Regions from separate parts of the Sus scrofa genome. Here regions 1 and 2 are each linked to region 3. A link is a contact called in public HiChIP or PLAC-seq and promoter capture Hi-C data. All regions are on one chromosome and are shown on one strand. The core of a region is the stretch at or near the end of the contact, and the rest is flanking DNA. Distances in the headings are between cores, read along the strand shown. Region 1 holds the start of PITHD1 (PITH domain-containing protein 1). Region 2 holds the start of GALE (UDP-glucose 4-epimerase). Region 3 holds the start of RPL11 (ribosomal protein L11).

Region 1 (3,104 bases), core at 72-2,571, 67 kb before region 3:
GATAATTTCTAAGATCCCACCTGCCTCTGGCATTCTGTGGTTCTAAGAAATTTACCTTGACTTCTCAGTTATCGTTTAAGAACATCTTTTCTCAGTCTGCACCAAGAAAGCAATGATGCTTTTCTCCTCACACCCACCACGGTAATTTACCCCATTTCTAGAAACAGATGTGTGCTCCTGACACCACCAATGAATGAATCCTGAGTATAGCCTATTCAGCCTGAGGCAAACACCAAGGAGATACTTACGGAATATTAAACAGAAGCTCTTCATCTGCATCACTTTCAACAAACTGGAGGGAATGGGGAGGGGGTAGGAGAAAGCAACAAATATTTGCTGAGAGCCTACAATTTTAGACATGTTCCACCCTGTTTTACAGCTGAAGTGCAATGCAAATAGTCAACCTCCCTCGATTATCCAGCACTTATTAACATTCAGGGCCGATCAGCCCCCTGCAATTGTCTGCAAAGATCTACGATCCACAGCTTTCGAATGGCTCTGTGACCCCGCAATGGTGAACGCTCGAGATAGATATCGCGCTTTATCTCCCCAGGCCGGTCTTTGGTCTTCATCTGGTGATAAGTGATCAGGCTGCAACTGGACTAGTGGTCAAGCGGTAAGGAAGACGCCCTGATGGCCATCCTCCCCCACGACCTCCCGAAGCCCTGGACTGAATGTTGGATGTGTAAAGCAAAGTGCCCCTTTCTGTCTCTGGGCCTCAGTTCCCTTAACCTGCAAAATGGGGAGACTCGCCTCTGTCGCCTCTCAAAGGGCTGGCAGGAGACGGGCATGGGAAAGCGCTTGCCAATCGGGCTGTGGTTATTTTTAACTTTAGGAACAAGGTTGACAGCAGACGGGCGGCCTGAGGCCCCGCTCGGGTCCCCGCCTCGCCCGCCCGCCCAGGCTCGGGAAGGCCCACCTTGGAGCGGTCGGTCCGCTCCTCCCAGGGCTTGAAGACGCCGCGACCGCTGCCTTCACGGCTCTCGTTGAGGCACTGCAGCCGCTCCAGGTCGATGCGCAGGTACAGGCCGTAGGCCAGGCCGCGCTGCTCGGGTGGCTCCTCCCGTTCGGCGGCACAGCGGCAGCCGCTCCCGCCGTGGCTGTGGCCGTGCGACATGGCGACGCCGCCGCCGCCCGCGCGTCCCTTCGGCCCTGCCGCAGCGGCCACCCGCGCTTCGCTCGTTTCGCTCCGGCCGCCAAGCGCGCAGCGGCCGCCGCGTCGTAAAAGGCGCCCCTGTGCGACGCATGCGCTTGAGGAGCACAGGGCGGGGCTCGGAGGGGGTTACTTTTGACCCAGCGGTTTCAGGAGCCAGGGAGCTGATTAATGTTGACTCTTTCAGCCTTGGAGACGGATGTTGTTGCCTTCCCAGGTTTTTTGCCAGATGTGGAAACTAAAGGGCAGAGAGATTAAATGGTGTTCCGAGAAAATGTTGGGGCTGGGTTTCGAATCCCCCTCCCCTTTAGACTAAAGTCTGTTCCCTCTTTGTTTACCACCACCGTTTTTGGGGGAGCTGGTGGCGCAGTGATAAGGCCCTGAGGAGCAGGGAGCACATTATCACGGCCTCACTTGTGCGCGCTTAGGCCTTAGAGCTCACAAACCCACTGTCATAGCCACTATCTTCACAGTGGGCTTAGCGGTCGACACCAAGGGCTTTAAGGACAGCCGAATCTGGAGGCAAGTCCTGGGTCTGTTACTGACTGTGTGACGCCCCAGTAACTCATGTTCCCCTGAGACTTCGTCCTCCTCTGTAAAGTGGGGCTGGTAATATCTTTTTCATAGGATCGCAATGAGTATTAAATGAAATAATGCACTTCAAGAATTCAGCACAATAGGGAGCCCCCGTCATGGCTCGGCGGTAATGAACCGCACTAGTATCCGTGAGGACTTCGGTTAGATCCCTGGCCTCGCTCAGTGGGTTAAGGATCCGGTGTTGTGATCTGTGGTGTAGGTCGCAGACGCGCCTTGGATCTGGCGTTGCTGTGGCTGTGGCCTAGACTGAGAGCTGCAAGTGGGATTCAACCCCTAGCCTGGGAACTTCCACATACTGCAGGTGCAGCCCTAAAAAGACAAAAATTAGGAGTTCCCGTCGTGGCACAATGGTTAACGAATCCGACCAAGAACCATGAGGTTGTGGGTTCGATCCCTGGCCTTGCTCAGTGGGTTAACGATGCGGCATTGCCCTGAGCTGTGGTGTAGGTTGCAGTCGCAGCTTGGATCCCGCGTTGCTATGGCTCTGGCATAGTCCGGTGGCTACAGCTCCGATTGGACCCCTAGCCTGGGAACTCCGTATATTGTGAGAGCAGCCCAATAAATGGCAAAAAATAAATAAATAAATAATTTTTTAAAAAAAGAATTCAGCACATTAGCTGACACATGGTAAGAAGTCAGTAATTATGATACATCTTGATTCAAATTCAGGCGCTTCCACTTACTAGCTGTGAGGCCTTGGGCAAGTGATTTAGCTTCCCTGAGAGTAAACTGAGTTTACTCCCTGTAAATAAAATAATTGGACTAGATGAATTTTAAGTCCCCTCCCTATGTGATATTTCAGAGCAGTTTTTTGTTTTTTGTCTTTTTGCCTTTTTAGGGCCGTACCCGAAGCATATGGAGGTTCCCAGGCTAGGGGGTCCAATCGGAGCTGTAGCTGCCAGCCTATGCCAGAGGATCAAACCTGCAACCTCATGGTTCCTAGTGGGATCCGTTAACCACTGAGCCATGACGGGAACTCCCCGAGCAGTTTTTTGAAACAGCTGGCTGTGACCCATTCATAAGTCTTTTTTTTTTTTTTTTCCTATTAATAAGTCAAAGTTCATTTAGAGGATTGTCACCAGCACTAAAAAACTGAGTAAAAAGTTCAGAATGTATCACATTTTAAGTCTCAATTTTTGGAACTTTTGTTTCAGCTTTGGGTTTGTGTATTCAGGTGCAATTTAAGATTTTTTTTTTTCTTGTTTTGTCTTGTAGGTTGAGGGCAGAAGAATGGAAAGCCCCCAAAAAAAGGAAAGCCAAAGATTTTGTCCTTACTCCTTGGTGGAGACGGGCAAAGACAGGCTGGAGAGAGAGTTATGGGATACTCTGGATGTCCCCTGCCCTTCCCTTCTGG
Region 2 (3,039 bases), core at 412-2,911, 87 kb before region 3:
GTTTCTCAAAGGGTGTGAACCTCCAGAAGCTCTTGGAAGCTGGGGCCTTTATCTGTCAAGCCCTGAACAAAAAAACCAGCTCCAGAGTGGCTCAGGCTTCCTGTAAACTGTGAGCCCCTTGCCCCCTGAAGCCTTGGGGATTGCATGGGAATAGGGACACATGTGGATGATTCACGGATGAGCACATGGAAATGGGAATGAAATGAACAGGTGCAGGCACCTCACCGCCAGCTCTGCCCAGTGGTCTCTCCTGGGGAAAGGAGGCAGATGGGCGCTGCCTGGCCTCAGGCCCTCCCTGTCCAACCTGAGTGTGAATGAGAGGCTTGGGCAGCTGGAGGTCTCCCTCCCACACGGACCCAAAGGTCCAGGAGCTGAATACCTGTGGGCATTTGGGAACCCAATTCTTGGGCTTGGGTTGATCCTTAAGTCTCATCTCTGGGTGAAACCTGCCAGTTAGCCACTCTCCTCAGCACAATGCTGCCATATCCTTGGGGCCATCGCTCTCTGTATAGGGCAAAGGGGCATGGAGGAGTTTTTTCCTCAGCTGGCAGAGGGCATTTGGTGAAGGTGTGAGGGAGCAGTGGTAGCCACCTGCCAACTCCAGCAACTCTGGAAAATCTCCACTTTGAACATGATTTTTGAAAACAGCTTATGTAATTAAAGGTTTAATGCCATAACCATGCCAGTGTCCTGTGCAGACGTGTGTGTGTGTGTATGAGAGGGGGAATAAAGCATCCTTCCAGCACTGCACGCTGAGAGGGAAACACAGACTATTTATCTCGGAGTTTTCTCCCTCATTCTCCTCCTGAAAATTTGGGAATTCATAGTGACTGGAAATCAGTGGCTTAAGACTTACTCAACTCTGGTCGGAGCACCCGGGAGAGGCTGTTTTTGGGTTTTTTAGCCTGTGACCAGGCTGGTGCACAAGGTGCCCTGCCGCCTGTTCAGGCTGTAGGACGCACATTCTTTTGCTCGGGTTTCATCCCCCGTTATGTCATGCCTCTATACACAGCATCCCGTAGCCCTCCCTTCAAGCAGAACACTGTTTTAGAACCTACCAGGATAGGCAGGGTGCACACCATTCCCTAAGGCGGTGTGTGTGGAGGGGCATGGTTTACGTGAAGGCTGAGCGCAATCGGCGCTGTAATTCCTGTTTTAGTTTCAGAGCTGCCGCCAGCCCTTAGGCGGGTTTTCAAACTAAACTTTCCAGAACGACTGCCTCTCCTCCAGGCAGCCGTCTTATTTCATGCCAGGCTTACTGTGAAGAAAAGGTTTGTAAGATATAAAAAGGGTGGAAAACCTGCGGGCGAGCGTGGAGCAGCAGTCTTCGGCCCCAGCCTCGGCTGTGGCTCCTACCGCGGGGACAGGTGCCGGGCGCCCCCAACGAGCCCCATCTCCGGGGGCGCAGCGCCTGCTCTCAGGGGCTGGGACCAGCGCCGGTGTTTGGCGCGGAGGCCTGGGGCCTCGGCCAGGAAGCGGACCTCCGCGGCTCGGGCACTAGATCTTAAGTCCCAGCTGCGCCTTGCCTCTGCCCACCGCTCCGGCACGGCTCAGGGCCGCCCTCTGCGGGAGGCGCCGCGCAGGCGTCTGGAAGCGGCATTGCCGTAGGTCCTCGCGGCGCCCCGTACTGCAGTCTCCCGACAGACACGTTTCCTGGGGGCGGGGAGGGGGCGGGGCCAGGCGGGGCCTTCGACTCTTAAAGGGACCCTTGAGCCGGGCGCCGGAGGCGGCGCTGTTGGAGGCAGTGCGGGGCGCGTGGAGCCGAGCAGGTTCGGGAAGGGAATGGGGGACCCGGGCGCGTTTGCGAGGGGCCGGGTGGTCCGCGGGGAGCGAGCGAGAGAGAGAGACCGCGTTCTGGGTAGAGCCCCGCCAGGGCAGGCCCGCCTCTGCTGGTCCCAGTTCCTGCTGCCTTGGCTAGGGAGGCCTGGGTTCATTCATTCCCGGCCGGAGGGCACCTAGTTTGTCCCCTCTCGGAGCCACCACCAGAATCCCAGGCCAAGGCTCCTTGCACTCGAGCGCTCACGGCCCTGCGACCCCTCCCCTCCATTTTGCGGACTGGGAAAACTGAGGAGGCGACAGCTGACCGAGGTCACTCCGCTGGTCGGAGGGAAGCCAGCCTCGCCAGCCTTCCTGCCTCCGAGGGCCCCTCTGCCACCACTTTCCTGGGCCCCGCGTAGAGCTTGGAGCTCGGGGCGGGGGGGGTGTGTGGGCGCGGGCAGCTTCAGAGTTGGGAGCAGAGTCCAGCGGGAAACAGTGAGGGCGGGGGGCGAGGGGCGGGGCTTTGAGCCTGGCGTTCCAGATCCTGGCCGGGCCGGCGTTGGTAGCTGTGTGACTTAAGGCAAATTACTTCACCTCTCTGACTTTAGTATCCGTCTCTGTAAAGTGCCACTAATAACACTTGCCTCATCAGGATATTGGGAGAATTCAGGAAAATAATGCAAAAGTGCCCAGTACAGAGCCTGGCACTCAGCGGGCGTTCAGCAAAGTGGGTCGGAGCTGGGTGAACCCAGAAGAGGATTGAGGCAACTTGGAGGAAGGCGGCTGCGGGCCAGCCTGTCCCGGATGAAAGGCCTCAGTGTCTGGGCTTTCACCCCTCCTCCACCGTCTCTGCCCGCAGAGTTTGTTCAGGGCGGTGGTGCACACCTGGCAGTGGAATCTGGGGCGAACGCCACGTCTACACCATCCCGCTCAGTGCCGCCTAGAGTTGGACGGTATCCTTAGCCTCAAGCCGAGAGTGGCATGGGCAGAGGCTGAACCAGCCTGGCTGACCTGGGGTGGGGCCCACTCTAGGACTGCAGGGCTACAGCCCCCAGAGCTGGCCTCAAGGACTTCACCCTGAGGCCAACTGCTGTATTTCCTGCTTCCTCCCAGTTGACGGTGGGAGAGAGTCAGGAGCTACTTACAGCATGACGTTTTAGTCACTGAACCAAGGAGCCAGTTTATACCTAGGGATGGTAGAGGGACTGGAAAGGTCTGAGTCTGTACAGACAGATCCCCCTCCTGAGTTCTTGGAGTCCCAATGCTGCTGCCTTGTTTCCT
Region 3 (2,748 bases), core at 79-2,578:
GACCCCAGAAACACAATCCAATGTAATTTGGACAGGAACGAAATCAGATTTTTCCCCCACTCCAAGTCACACTCTACTATGGATTCCACATAACTTCACTAACTTTCCTAGGGAAGGAATGACCCATTAGAAGTTCAAAAGATCTGAAAACAGTAACTATCGCCACTGTCAGTATGTTACTGGCGCTCCTTACTACTATTACCCCATGAGGGGTCAGCCTCACCTTTAGACCTTTCTCAAGTATTTCTTCTGCCTTGGCCCCACGGACTGTGCAGTGGACGGCAATCTTTTCATTTCTCCTGATGCCAAAGGATCTGACGGTGTATCTAGCTGCAGATGGGGTAACAAGGAGTCAGCTCTTGGCACACTCTCACTGAACTCCCCCCTTCCCCAAAACACCACCTCCACAACTTCAGAGGGACATCAGGTATCCACCCACTCTATAGCCGTGGTATTCTTACCAGTGTCACCTATATCTGTTCATCATTCATTTATAACACAGAAAACAGATCTTCCAACTTCCAAGTCACAGACACACTTCAGCAATTAAAATGTTAAAGTCATAATGTCAAAGTCTCAAGAAAGGCAAGTTCACCATCAGACTAGGCCACTGAATAGCTTACATTCGGTAACACTTTACTGTACTTGTACCCCATTTTACAGGAGGCTGTGAGAGGTTAACTTGCACAAGATCAGTTGATAACAAGAGGTAGGCTGTGAATTCAAAGACTTGCTACATTCCCTTACCCTAAAGCAACAAAATTCTAAACACACACTCACCCAAATATATGTCTAACAATAACAATGCCGACATGGTGCTTGGCATGTAGCAGGCATTTCATATAACCCATTCTATCTCCCACAACCTTATAACGAAATATGATCATCCCTGGTATACAAATAAGGAAAGTAAATCACAGACTAGCAAGTCATGGAACCAGGATTTGAACCAGGTTAATCTAAATACACAGCCTATTCTTAACGTAGCCTACATAACCCTAACTGCTAATCAGACTTTGTATTTCAGCCCACCCTATCGTGAAAGAAGATACTCCTTAGGAAACTCAAGAAGGCAACGCTTAAGAGATGTCAACTGTCACCTTCAAAATGAATACAAAACAGACTGGACAACAGGTTAAGTAAGGAACGTCGGGACATACCCAGACGCCACTACTCACCTTTGGAAACACAGGAGTCTGGCCTGTGAGCTGCTCCAGCACCTTGGCTGCCCGGGTCAGTCTGTCTCCACTCTCCCCAACGCAGATGTTGAGGCAGAGCTTGCGGATGCGAAGTTCCCGCATGGGGTTTTCTTTTTCACCTTGATCCTGCTGCAACAGGGAAGCGCCGCGGTCAACACACGGAACCCGCCACAGCTGGCAGCCCAATAGTTACACAGCGTTGTTTCTGCGCATCCCAAACCCCAAAGGAAGCCCTGGAAGTTAAAGAACTAACACTACGTTTGTCTGGGAGGCACTGGAGAAAGACATCTTGGGGTTTTGTTTCTCCTTCCCCCGGGCACGGAACAGGTGAAAGCAACAGGACAGGTATGGTGTAAAAGTTACACTAAGGATGCACCCCAAGGTCAAACTAAGGTGAAGGGCGCCCCCATTACACGACCGACGAGGGGGAGAAAGCAGCGAGCACATGGCTGTGCAGCGTCCCGCACCCGATTCGGAAGCTGTCTAGTAGCTGCGGCCGAAGCCTGGCGTCCGCCCTAAGGGAGAAACCGGTAAGGCTCTCCAGCAAAAAACAAGTTTCAAGGTCCCGGGAACATCAACAGGTCCGGACCCCGCGTCCCAGGCCCCTCCGATCATTTCACCGGCCCTCGCTGCAGCCCGCAGGCCGTGCTTTTGGGCCTCTGGCGGCTGCCCCGAGCCCGCCCCTGGGAGGGTGGGAGGAAAGTGACAGGATCCAGCTCCGTGCCCTCGCCTCGCGTGGGTCCGCCAATTTCGGCACGGCCAGCATTGCGGGATCCGCTCTCCTCGCGCCGCGGGCGAGATAACCCTTACAGGCTCCGCTGGCCCTGGATGGAGGCGGATGAAGGAAAGCAAAGCCGGGGATCCCACACTCACCGCCATGATGGGAAACAGGAAGAGAGTGTGAGACTTCCGACCCGGGGCCTTATGGGCCAGGAGGCGGGCTCTTATCCCAAGCTAACCAGCGAGACGATGAAGAGGAAGAGAGGCGCGTCTGGAACGGCCTAGAGTCGGCTTCCCCTTCGTGGACACAGATGGCAACTGCAGGTGACGCTGGCTACTGGGATCGGGGCTCTCCAAAAGCGGTTTTTAAAGTTCCCTGAATAGGTATATTTCCTTGAGCTTCCCGTCCCTCTTGAGATTGTTCCCGCCCATAGCCTCAGAAACGGGTGGTTCTTGCGTGTTGAGACGGCCAGAAAGACACTAAGTCAACTGTGCAAATTATAAAGTAAAAGTTTTATTCTGTAACAATGTAAACAAATGGCATTTAAATATTTAAATAGTAATTAGAGCAGAGTGTTGGCCAAGAGGGGTAAATATGGTCCTGTCTGGTCTAGCTTAATAGTTATGTGACTTTGGGCGGGTTACTAATTAGACCTCTCTCATCTATAGTTTCCCTCAGTTTATGGGAGTTCCCTGATGGCCTAGTGGTTAAGGATCCAGTGCTGTCACTGTTGTGGCGCAGGTTCGATTTCTGGCTGAAAAAATTTCGCATGCTTGGGTGTGGCCAAACACAAAACACCTCGGCTTTTAAAATTTTTTTTTTTTAACA

What was found. Promoter capture Hi-C pulls out the DNA fragments that hold promoters and counts their contacts. HiChIP or PLAC-seq counts read pairs in DNA pulled down with a chosen protein or histone mark.
Region 1: a contact with region 3 is called in an H3K27ac HiChIP or PLAC-seq map of alveolar macrophages. The contact joins the promoter of PITHD1 here to the promoter of RPL11 in region 3. A contact is called at or near these places in 3 of 5 promoter capture datasets (fetal liver and liver), 2 of 47 Hi-C or Micro-C datasets (liver and skeletal muscle) and 2 of 2 datasets of contacts at active chromatin or transcription factors (alveolar macrophages and skeletal muscle).
Region 2: a promoter capture Hi-C map of liver shows a contact between it and region 3, with 4 times the contacts expected there. The contact joins the promoter of GALE here to the promoter of RPL11 in region 3. A contact is called at or near these places in 3 of 5 promoter capture datasets (fetal liver and liver), 2 of 47 Hi-C or Micro-C datasets (liver and skeletal muscle) and 2 of 2 datasets of contacts at active chromatin or transcription factors (alveolar macrophages and skeletal muscle).

What each region holds. Positions count from the first base shown.
Region 1 is chr6:81,589,085-81,592,188 of Sscrofa11.1, reverse strand. PITHD1 (PITH domain-containing protein 1) reads right to left here and starts at 1,321. Exons shown (of 6, transcript XM_003356196.3): 1 at 920-1,321; 2 at 249-292. The coding sequence starts at 1,117.
Region 2 is chr6:81,609,157-81,612,195 of Sscrofa11.1, reverse strand. GALE (UDP-glucose 4-epimerase) reads left to right here and starts at 1,661. Exons shown (of 11, transcript XM_003356202.4): 1 at 1,661-1,769. It overlaps HMGCL (hydroxymethylglutaryl-CoA lyase, mitochondrial), which reads left to right. Exons shown (of 9, transcript XM_005656051.3): 9 at 12-680. The coding sequence ends at 113.
Region 3 is chr6:81,522,090-81,524,837 of Sscrofa11.1, reverse strand. RPL11 (ribosomal protein L11) reads right to left here and starts at 1,328. Exons shown (of 6, transcript NM_001001638.1): 1 at 1,187-1,328; 2 at 1,179-1,184; 3 at 224-330. The coding sequence starts at 1,328.